Regions from separate parts of the Zea mays genome. Here region 2 is linked to region 1. Evidence: chromatin contacts called from public Hi-C data. All regions are on one chromosome and are shown on one strand. Each heading gives the region's core, a stretch centred on a gene start, on an enhancer-like site or on the middle of the called end of the contact. The rest is flanking DNA. Distances are from core to core; before and after follow the strand shown.

The links. Hi-C and Micro-C count contacts between places; a contact is called where the count stands out from the background.
Region 2: a Hi-C map of leaf shows a contact between it and region 1, with 5 times the contacts expected there. The contact joins the enhancer-like site here to the promoter of LOC100285855 in region 1. A contact is called at or near these places in 4 of 25 Hi-C or Micro-C datasets (bundle sheath, ear, leaf and 1 more).

What each region holds. Positions count from the first base shown.
Region 1 is chr3:110,296,976-110,302,636 of Zm-B73-REFERENCE-NAM-5.0, reverse strand. It overlaps LOC100285855 (protein YIF1A), which reads left to right and starts at 3,096. Exons shown (of 5, transcript NM_001158745.2): 1 at 3,096-3,256; 2 at 4,945-5,117; 3 at 5,198-5,296; 4 at 5,394-5,545; 5 at 5,629-5,661. The coding sequence starts at 4,947.
Region 2 is chr3:110,643,374-110,649,039 of Zm-B73-REFERENCE-NAM-5.0, reverse strand. No RefSeq gene overlaps it. Among protein-coding and RNA genes, the nearest start is that of LOC103650276, 26 kb to the left of the region's middle. Within about 2 kb of position 1,944, at least 2 of the 20 cell types and tissues checked have an H3K27ac peak or open chromatin away from gene starts, as enhancers often do. A contact at or near this core is called in leaf, where this site is marked.

The DNA.
Region 1 (5,661 bases), core at 1,847-4,346:
GAAACAAATTAATACTGTGAGGGGCTAATGTTGGGGGCCTTCTCCTTCCGAAGGTCCTCAAAAACATAATTAACCACTTGTTTTTAGCATAAGCTATTACATGAAGCTTCGTCTCCAGGAGATAAACCTCTTTCTTATGACGAAGGACACACGGGATGAAGATAGATTCAAAGAAGATAAGAGTAAACACCGAAGCTATTGCCAGACGGCAAAGCTTCGGCTCGCAAGGAAGCAGAGGAATGTTGATAACGACCGAAGGAGGAAAATACCACCTAGTCCTTTATAATTCGTATTTCGATCATATGTAAACATTGAGGACATAAATGTACTTTTACCTGGGCTACGTCCTGTGCCTATAAATAGATAAACAGTAACACCGTACTGTTCACGCTGAATTGTATTCACCCTCTCGCATCCTCGCCTTCGAGCAAGCCAAAGGTATCAATGTAATATTTGCATTATTGATATTATATGTGTTTTATATGGAATAAAAGAATAAATGAATTGTTAAGATATGATTATCATATTTATTCTTTAGCATTCCTATCCTTGTATTGATATGATGAAGGTGTGTCCTTCCTGACCTTCGTCTGAGAAGCATTATACCCGTAAGGAGATAATGCTTCGAGGGACGAAGGTCCTTAATGATTAACAATTGTGTTGCCTTGTTCTTAACTCACAGCATTTGAGAACAAGTGGCCAACAACCGCCCCATGAGGGACGTCGCCAACAAGGGCTGCTTTGCCCTTCTTTTCAGCGAGAAGGGCCTCCTTCGCTGCGTCGCCGATGGAGGTGGTAGGCTTCGAAGTTGCCTTCTTGGGAGCCATCGCAGGAATGGTTTTTCAGAGCTCGAACTGTGGGCGCCAAATGTTTGATGCTTAACAACACGATGGATTAAAGCAACAATGTTTTTCAGCCTGTCCCATTAGGGTAAAGTGCGGGGTATTTATAGGTAACCAAGAGATAGTCTCACCCTCGTAAATACAGTTATGCTCCCGGTTACCTGCATTATCCCTAGAATATGCCCCCTCAAGGGTTATTACAGGTCATTACAGTGTAGTTAAGTACAACCCGGATTGATACACCATCAATCCTACCTAGACTGAGGCTTACACGTGGGGTCAGGCGATCCAGGATGTCAGCCTCACGGGCCCGCTTTAATAACATGCGTGGGTAATGATTGCAGCCTTCGTCTTAAGGCGTCGGGCCTTCGGGAGCCGGCAAGGCCTTCACCTATCCTAGTTGATCCCTCCGTCCCAAGGCCTTTGCTTGGTTGAAGTAGACTTCGCTCTCCCTCTGTTGTAACTTGTGCTATTCACATCATGAATGTGCCAAGCAAGGGGGGTGGGTGACCTTCGCTCCAACACTCACCTTATATGCCTGTCAGGAGTGGCCCTAGCGCGAGCGCTCCAGCCAGGAGCGGCCCCGGCGTGGGCAGCCCCTACGCGGGCGCACGACTCTGTCGAGGGCACGGCCCGCCGCGGGCTCGGTTGGCCACGGCGCCCCAACGTCTTCCTCCGACTTGGGCTCTGCTAGTGCTCACCCTACCCCCACCAGCCCGCCGGTGTGGCGCCGCTCGCCACTGGCCAGTCCCGAGGGCCATTAGGCCCACTCATAGGAGGAGGGAGGCGCGCGGCGGTGGCTGGTGAAGATTAGGTGTCCGCATGGTTCGTCCTCGACTGCACGAGGAGGTTGTCCACGATGGGCCACGATGATCCCTGCGACATCTGACTCCAGTGGTGATGGGGAATAGCGGCACCGAACTGGTGAGACAATGGCTGGAGGAGGTGTCGGAGGCGCCAACTCGATGTCCATGGGCACCGACGACTCTGTGTCTCCAGTCGGCACCGACGGTGACGGGAGCAAGATGGGGAGGCCACACTCGACCTCCGGGAGCAGTACAACCACCATCCAACAGTGGGCCACACAGAACTGCACATTGTGCACTTGGACACGACTTGGAGCGGTTGCAGCTACAGGCGATGCTTGGCCGGTGGTGTACGCCTCCAACAATGCATCGTCGATGACACGAAGAACTTCGCGTAGACGACGAATACGAAGAGGAACGGTAGGCATCGTACCTTTCTGTCGTTCTAGAGCTCGAGGCCTCCAACCTTCTTCTTTCTCGTGTGAGCGTTCACTTTGCCTTTTCCCTCTATTCTCGCGAGTATGTTGATAACGCGTTGTAATATGGATTGCAAACAAGACGAAGAGAATGTAAATGACAAAACTATTTCTTTATTAAGGGATATAGTTTTTTTATATACAAAGTAAATGGTGTTTGTGAATAGACAACTGTTCACTGTTGTAACTGCTCGAGATAATCATTTTCAAAAAAAGAAGAAGAAAGAGACCCACGCCACGGCTAGACATGGCAATGGGTACCCGCGACCCGATACCCGATGGGTATTTACTCCATTAGGGTATGTATGTGGGCTAAATATTTTACCCGTAGGTCTGTTATTGGGCAAAAATCTTCACCTAATGGGTAAACGGGTATTAGAACGTTCCACCTTCACCCATACCCGTTAACCCGTGGGTATAAAATAACCAATATAAACTTATCCCAAGCATGAACTTGGACTTTAGTCATCCATCTTTTTTACTATTTAACAACCTTTTAGGCCATAATGTCATAGAAGGTTTAACGACTATTTAATGACCATGTAATGGAAAATGTAATGTGCTATGTAGTACTGTCCTAGTGTTATTACTTTATGTAATTATCTTTGGTGTGTTGAATGGATGGTTAAATGATGCTAAAAATTTTGTAATGGTATTTAGATGGATATACTTGACATTTGTATATATAATATTTTAATAGATGTTTAATTTTTTTGGTACATGTGACCCAATGTGTGACCCATACCTACATAGGTATGGGTACGGGGATAAATCAATACCAACGAGTGTATATGGGTAATTTAATGGAGTTATTTTTTTGTTATGGCTATGAATATGAGGTAGTAATACCGGAGAGCCGGAGGGAGGACATGGCTGGCGGCCCGCACCGAAGCAAATAAAAAAAAAAGAAAAAAAGAAAGAAAAAGTACCCGGGGCCCATAAAATAACTTTCCCGTCAATCGCGTGGACCTACCGACACCAGGAGGCGGAAGGAAAGAGGAACCCGCACAGTGGACGGACCTGTAGGCTCCCGAAAATCTCCCCGAGTCCGACGAGTCTCCGGCGGCCGCCCCCCTCTCCCTCTCGGATCTCTCCCTCTCTCCGCTCGCCGCGCCTCCATCGGTCCACTCAGGTATCTCGCGTCGATCCCGATTCCCAGCTCGCTCAATTGGACCCGAATCTCTCGCTCCGCTTCTCTGCGTTCGTTCGTGGTGCCCCGCGAAACCGCCAATCCCGCGGTTCTGTTAGGTTATTCTCCTCGCTCGCTCGCTCGCTCTTCAGCGCGGGGAAACCGACCGGTCTCGGTGCAACCCACGGGCTCTGGAACAGGCCCAATCGAGGTGCGGGCGCAGCTTGTCTTTGCACATGAACAGCTGATTTGGCTCTGTTTGGATGCATGGAATCTCTTCTTTGGTTACCATTTCCATGGTTTTGGAGCGGCAGCGTGGATCGTTTGGATCGAACATTAGCTGGAACTGAAACTATAGTCTTTTTGGGGTTTTAGAAAAAAATATAAACTCTAACATGTACTTTTTTTTTCCTGAATGGCTATGAATACTATAAAACTGTAGCTTCTTACCTGTTCATGTTTTTGATATATTTTTTACCGTACAATTTGGAACATGGGGAAGTGCCTAGTATTGATGTAGCTATTGAAGCAATCCAAGGAAAATTAGCAGAAATTTGCTGCTTTAATAATCGTAGAGGGGCGAATAATTTTTTTTGTATATCTGTCTATGTAGCAATAATTCTGTGTGCTCTATCAACAGACCTAATAAGGCATTTCGATTTTTATTACACGTATCGCTTCTTGTTCGCCTCCTCCAGCTAAATAGAATAGAAAGACCAAACAATAGTTTGCTATTTCTCTGCCTCTACAGAAATCAACATCAGTAGGGTGTGCAGTCAAACTATTAGCTGAACATATGCGTAAGTGTTTCTGCTTCGTTACATCTCAACAAGGATGGTTGATTTCCTTGTAGTTAAGGATAAATGGAATGCACAAGCGATGCTAGGATTAGAACATGATCTTGACTGCTATGAACCCCCCCCCCCCCCCCCCCTTTTTTACAAAAAAGGTCAACGGTTACGAGTACATTGGTTGGACTCTGTAACTGGAATTTGACTCCAGTTGATTAAATATTTTTTGTTTATACTTCCGGGAGATGATCTGTCAAATTCTCAGTTATGTTTACAGTTTGTCGATAAATTCTCTTCCAGATGTAGTGTAGAATGTAGGATAATTCCATTATAGTTTTGCATCCATTTTTTTAATCTGATGTTGAAGTTTGGTGCATGAAATTATTTTTATGATGATATGCTTGGGATTCTACGGTCGATGAGTAAGATAAGAGACTTCAACCAAGTTAAGTGCATTAAGGATGAATGGAAGCACCTTTTGGTGAAGGAGAATCGGATCAGAAATAGATGGCGAGACAGTAAAAGTAGGGTGTAAAGGATATAATATACCCAAAGATTTAGCTTTGAATATAAGTGCATGGAAAACAGTTATCCACGTGCCTGAATCTTGACTTGTTGTTTTTGTTGAGTTTTAACTCTAGCTTGCCTCAACTTGCTTGTAACTAAAATGTTTTATTGTTGTTGTGTATGTGCCTGGGGATTAATGAAAACTATAGAAGAACTTTCTGCCTTATCAGTGACCTAAATAGCTCCCGTATATTTAACCATGATTTATGTAACATCATGCTAATGTTTTGTTATTCTCATTTAGTCGTCTGCAAATATGTCAACTCTCTGTTATGAATTGTCATACTATCATTTTGGTCTAACCTCTTTTATACCTCTGCTTCTTCACTGCAGCCATGTATAGTAATTACGGGAATCCTTCGGGGATGCAGATGCCCCCGCAAAACTCTCAACCTGTCCAGTTTGATAATCCATTATACGGTGCAAGCTCGGGCCTAATCAGATCTGGGATAGGAGTATATGGGGAGAAGTTTTTGGGTTCTAGTTCAGAATTCATGCAAAGCAACGTACGGATCCTCCAACAGAACTTGTACTTTATTTCTGCTGTTTGCATGCATTCTCTAAATTATTGGTTCGATTCTTGCAGATCAATAGATACTTCTCCAACCCGCAGTATTACTTCCATGTGAATGATCAATATGTCCGTAACAAGTTGAAAGTTATACTGTTCCCGTTCTTTCACAGGGTATATCATAGTATTTCCTAATACCATTGAAATACAAGTCTGGTTGTTTAATCCCAGTGTACTGAGATAAACCGGTGTTTCTTCAATATCTTTGCAGGGGCACTGGACTCGAATAAGTGAGCCGGTCGGTGGCCGCTTGTCCTACAAACCTCCAATCTATGACATAAACGCACCAGATCTGTACATCCCTTTCATGGCATTTGGAAGCTTCATCATCCTTTCAGGGTTTACATTGGGTTTCATGGGAAAGTGAGTTGTCGGCAGTTATCCTTCAGCCTCCCAAAATGCTTCTGACCAATGCCTATAATTGACTGTACATGACACTTGTGCAGGTTTACTCCAGCAGCTATAAATCTGCAGTTTAC
Region 2 (5,666 bases), core at 695-3,194, 350 kb before region 1:
ATTACATGCCCGAGATAGAGTTAAAGTGCTAACTTATTACATCAACTGGAAAGAAACCATCTTCCCGCAGCACACACATAATGCACACAAGTAAAAGTCACCATTATGAGTTTAACAAAACTCATACGTGTTGATAGTTTCTCCTGCATCAACAATGGGATAAACCCTGAGTATGGAAATACTCAGCAAGACTGACCCGACTAAAAAAAGACTCTCAAGGATATGCTAGTTGTTGGGAATCAAGGTAAGGCTTATCAAATTTCATAGACTCAGTTTTGTAGAAAAGCTTACTAGTTATGGATCCTTAAGCCAAACTTTTACTTCACAAGTTAAGTACTTTTCCTGAATCTAGATTTGCCTAATCTAGAGCATTCACTTGTCCTACACTAGCTTCATTTTAACAACTTTAGTTTCACTTGTTATCTACGATGAAGGTCGAAGATCCAGTTGTCATATCCGAGAAGTTCGGCGATCCGAATCGATTAATACCCAGCTGGGGATCTCCAGCCACACGACATATGTAGCACTTAACCCTTGCATATGTCAACTTGCCACCGGGTTTCTCAAGACCAGAACGGGTTCACGCGACCCGAGAGCACAGTACCCCACCATCCAGCCACTTGCCAGGTGGGCACACGTTACTCTCGCCATCTCTCCACTCCCAGTGCGTGCGAGCTATTCTGGTATTGGTCCGACTGAGGCTAAGCTTACCCATGATGAGGCATGTGTCCAGTTAAAGGGTCCTAGATCAGCAAGCCAACAATTGAAACGGTCCTTAATCGACAGAGACGGGCGACCTTTCCTGCTCAACGTCTTGTCTCATCTTATTATTTTCCTTCCCAAAACTATGTACTTGACAGAGGTACTATACTTGAATGATGAATTCATCACTGCAGATGATGCTCTCACCATTACAAGTCCTTTTTCATAAAACAAACCCATACCCAGTGTTACACAACATTCTTTCCTTCTTTTAAACAGAAACAAGTTTTAATTCTCTAGGCAGGGCTAAGCCTCATTAGTTCTCTTTATAAAACTGGTAGCAAGGAGGATAATCAAATTCCAAGGAATGGTAATGCATCAATTGTTTCATCACTCAACTCCTATCACCTAATGCAGCATATAAGTGATAAAAGTTTTAAAACAACAAGGAGGTGGCAAATGCACCGGTGCTTGCCTTGGTGATGAGGAGAGTCGTGTTCTTCTACCAGGATATTACAGTTAGCAGCAAATCCAAATGGGGCACCTTCTGGAGGACCTTCACTGACAACCTCAGTTGGAGAAGGTACCGATGGAGGAATAGGCTCCCCTTCCACTTCCACTTCAAATTCTTCTTCAAGGTGCTCTACAAGTCAATTCGATGTACATGAATGCTTATGTAATGATATGCTATACAAACTCTCGCTTGGGGAGAGGTAGAAAATTTTAAATACTTTCAACTAAGCATACAGTGATTATACACATGGTTCTAGGTTTCTTAGCAGTGGCCCAAACTTATCAAATTAAACTTACTTCAAACAATTAGAGAACTAAATAGATTAAAGTTTACTAAACTAGTTTCTGGTTCTCTAAGTGAATTAAACTTAAACAGACTCAAATTTCTACCAGGAGCTATTGTAAGGGTATATAATGTTTCTGCAAATTTTCATAATTTTTGGTGTGCTGGTTTTATTTCTAAAATTCATTTAGGCATTCCAGAGGCATTTTTAATTACCCAAAAAATTAATTATTGCTGCAAAAATCCTAAAACTGCTCCCAGCAGAAACTACAGAATTTTGCAGATTCAATAAAATTGGTTTCACAATTTTTCATTTTTCTACATTGTTTTGTGCATTTTACAAGTTGGCAGCTAAAAGAAAAAGACAAAATTCTAAGAGCGATTGGGCTGAAATCAACCGCTCGGCCCACAAACACAGGGGAAACCGGCCCCGCGCTGGAATTTTTGCGCAAACCCCCTCTCCTTTCGCTCTTTCCCAAAAGCTCAGCCCCGACCCAGCTCCGGCGAGCAATAGGTCGAGCACCTAGTTTCGTGCTTCGGGCTCGCCACCGGAGACCATCTTCGGCGAGACCGAGCACACAAACATGATCTCCGAGACAAAAAGCACCTTCTTTCCTCAACTAATTAGACTAAGACACTTTAAATCGGCTCTGGCCTCGACGATGGCGGATAGCTGAACTCCGGCGAGGTCGGGCACGCTCCCATAACGCAGTAGCGTTCAATCCGATGCCACGACTAGCATCAAAAATACATCTAACATGTGATTCTTACACTGATTGGTTTGGGAAACACTGGCTTCGCTGGTCGACGCGGACATGCCTGACAATAGCATTCACCAAAGATTCTATAGCATTCTGAGCACTAGACCACAAGAAACTTTAAACGGCCCGGCCAGAGAGCTTCACAAATACTTAATGGCTATAGAACACAAATAGCGTAAAAGAGATTTACCCTTGAAGCAGTTGGCCGCGGTGAATGGGTGAAAAGGCTCGGCGTGGTCACCACGTCCAAGGCAACCCACGAGATAGGACTTAGACACCCATGATGATGCTTAGTGGAGAGTTTGAATGGCCATAGAACACCAGTTATTCAGTTTTAAATGACCAGAATCGAAGTAATGGGAGAGAGGCAGGAATGGTTTCGGACCCAATACTTCAAGCAAGACATAGTGTGTACGACGGGGTTCACTGAAAGCCGGTTAAGGAGGGCTCTGGAATTCCAACAGAGACAGGGTTATGGCACGTGGTTGCACTGCTATCTTCCACCCAGGATCCATGAATAGAGGGACACCGTATGGTGGTTTAATGTGGCTTTGACACCAAATCACAAGTAGCTGCGTCACCACCTTCTAGATAGGTTTCAAGTCTGCCACATTTCCTCCCCTTAGGCAGTAAAAATATCCAATGTGACCCCCCTTTTACCAGAACGAAATTCTTGTTGTTTTGCACTTATTCAAAGTCATCTGGAACAGCTAGTGGATGCAGATCTTTTTCCTGAGATATTTTCAGACTGCCTGATCTAGTTCAGTCGACAGCAGCAGCCACCTTGTCCCGTCCGTTTCTCCAATTTCTTTATAACGACAGAGCTACCTCTCCACATCAAACTTATTCCCTAAACATTGGTCTTTTAATTTGTTGTAGACTTCCAGAGTCAATACCTTACAGGTTTCGAGTTATAGATCTCCAAAGTAAGGCAGATCACACAGAAACCACATTTCAGTTTTCTGAAACTGAACCCAGAAATTGCAGACTGTCAAGGCAACTTTAAGGGTACTTAACTATTTATTTTATATGGTACAAAGTTAATCATTGTTAAGTAAACTTGTACACCAATATGTACTCTTCAACTTTTCTATAAAGATCCCAGTCCAAAACTGTCCAGAACAGTCACCATATAGCTCCAAAGTTAAACCAAACACTAGAATTCAGATCTGTTCACTCTTCCTTATCTGAAAAATTACAGACGTATGACAGCCCATCTTTAGGGGTCAGTAATTCCACTTTTTATGTAGCACTGAGTCCATCTCCCTTCAACAAAGTTGCACATTCATAGATCCTCTACCATTTTGATATAATGGTCCTAAGCTAAAACCCACTGGACTGAATAATAAAAGGGCTTCAAAGTTGGCTTAGGCATAAAAGTTCAGAACCCAGAATTATCACTAAGTCTGAAAATTCAGATTTGAGGATAGGACCTTTGGGTCAAGTTCTCTAACAGTTCCATATGGATTTAGGGCTTCAACACTTAATAAAAGTTGTTCTCCTATAGCTACTCTACAATTTTACTATAGCCATCTTTTGCTAAAAGCCCACAGATTTTAAAAAATACAGGGGTCCAAAATAGATAAACCAAACTGTTTTTAGTTGAACCAAAACTGTATTAAATCTGAAATCTGCAAATTACTCTAAATTTCTCATCAAAACTTGAAAATCTCAACACCTGAAAATTGTTTGGTTTTGGAAACTCTACAACTTTGGTATTTTGATTTTTGGCAAATTATGGCTAGATCTCAGATTTCACTTTTGAGCTCAAAACTGGAGTTTTTCAAACTAGGTTTTCCACTCTCTATCTCTCATCACTTTACTTGCAAATCCTCCAATGTGAAAGTTACTTGGTTTGTGGTGCTCTTTTACTTTGCTATTTGCACTTTGGTCCAAAAGTGCCTAGAATTTACATTTACCCACTAGGGTTTTAATTAGGGTTTGAGTTCTCTAGTGTTTTTGTGCCACTAAAGTCCATCAAATGTGATACCTCGTGAACATTTCTCATGGCTTATGACATGATTACTTATTTGGACTTCACTTGCATGCAATACCCCTAACTCAGGGTTAAGTTCCCTACCCTAGGGTTTATTACACACCAATCCTATCATCACAACTTGTTTGAAAATTTTACCTAGTGAATGCACTCTAGGTGTGACAAACACATGATATGTTAATGCACATGATGTTATGTTCAAATTTTAGTGCCAGTAACACCAGGGGTGTTTGTCGGTGTTTTGGGTTCGACCGCACACCCGGGGTTGCCCCTCAAGGTGTTTTTAGGAGTAGGACGGTGTCGCCGACTGTAGCAAAATGGTTCGTGCCAGATGCACGGGGGACAATAGACAATGTTTACAGGTTCGGGCCGCTTGGAGATGCGTAACACCCTACGTCCTGGTGAGTATGCTTGGTGAATGAGGTTACAAGGGAGCTCTCTAAATTGAGAACGCAGAGAGTTGAGGTGGGTGGCTGAGTAATAGGTCGATCGTTCTGAAGGGGTGCCCCCTAGGCCTTATATACTCGACCGTGGGGTAATACACGTGGATATGATAACAATGTGCAGCTAAAAGATAGTGAACTGTATGAGTTTATCTCCCTGTAGTTCTGCCGACCTATCCCCGCATGGCTCCGTTGCATGGGGGCTCCAGCGCGGGAAAGTCGGATCTCTATTGTGGTCGCTCGCTCGACGTTGTGGGCCGTCCGGGCTAGCATCAATCCGGCCTCATGTTGATCTGCTTTGCTGATTGTCCCTCCCCAGGCCCACGAAAGAATGACCTTACGATTTATTGGGCCCTTGGGCCTTTCGTGAGGTCTTTTACTCTTTTAGTGGACCCGGGGGATATCTGTCCCCCACAAGCCCCCGATCTTTGGGTTAATTTAGAGGTAATCAGCCCAAAGATCTCAGGTCCAGCTTGCAGGCGATTTGAAGAAAACGACTTCTTACTGTCTCCTCCTGCTTTGATCACTCGTAAACCGAAGCTTCGTTTCGTGCTTGTGCCTTAGAGGTCGGCATTTTGTTTTGTAGGACCCTGAACTTCATTGGGTGCACCGGAGGTGCACCCAATGGGTGTAGCCCCGAGCTTCGAGTAGATTTTAGAAATAATCTACTCGAAGGTCTTCACCAGAAATTATTTCCATTTTTACTCCTTCGTTTTGATTGAGGGCCAACCTTGTTTTTAATCTTGTCCCGTGCCTTAGAAATCGACACTATCTTGGCTTGGAATGATGATCCATGGGGTGCACCGAAGGTGCACCCAATGGGTGTAGCCCCCGACCTTCATGTGGATTTTTGAGGATAATACATTCGAAGGTCTTCCTTTTGTGTCTTTTTGCTGAAGATTATCCTTTCTGCTTGTAAAAATCGGCATGATGCCATCCGCATTATGCTTTGGAGGTCAGCATTATGT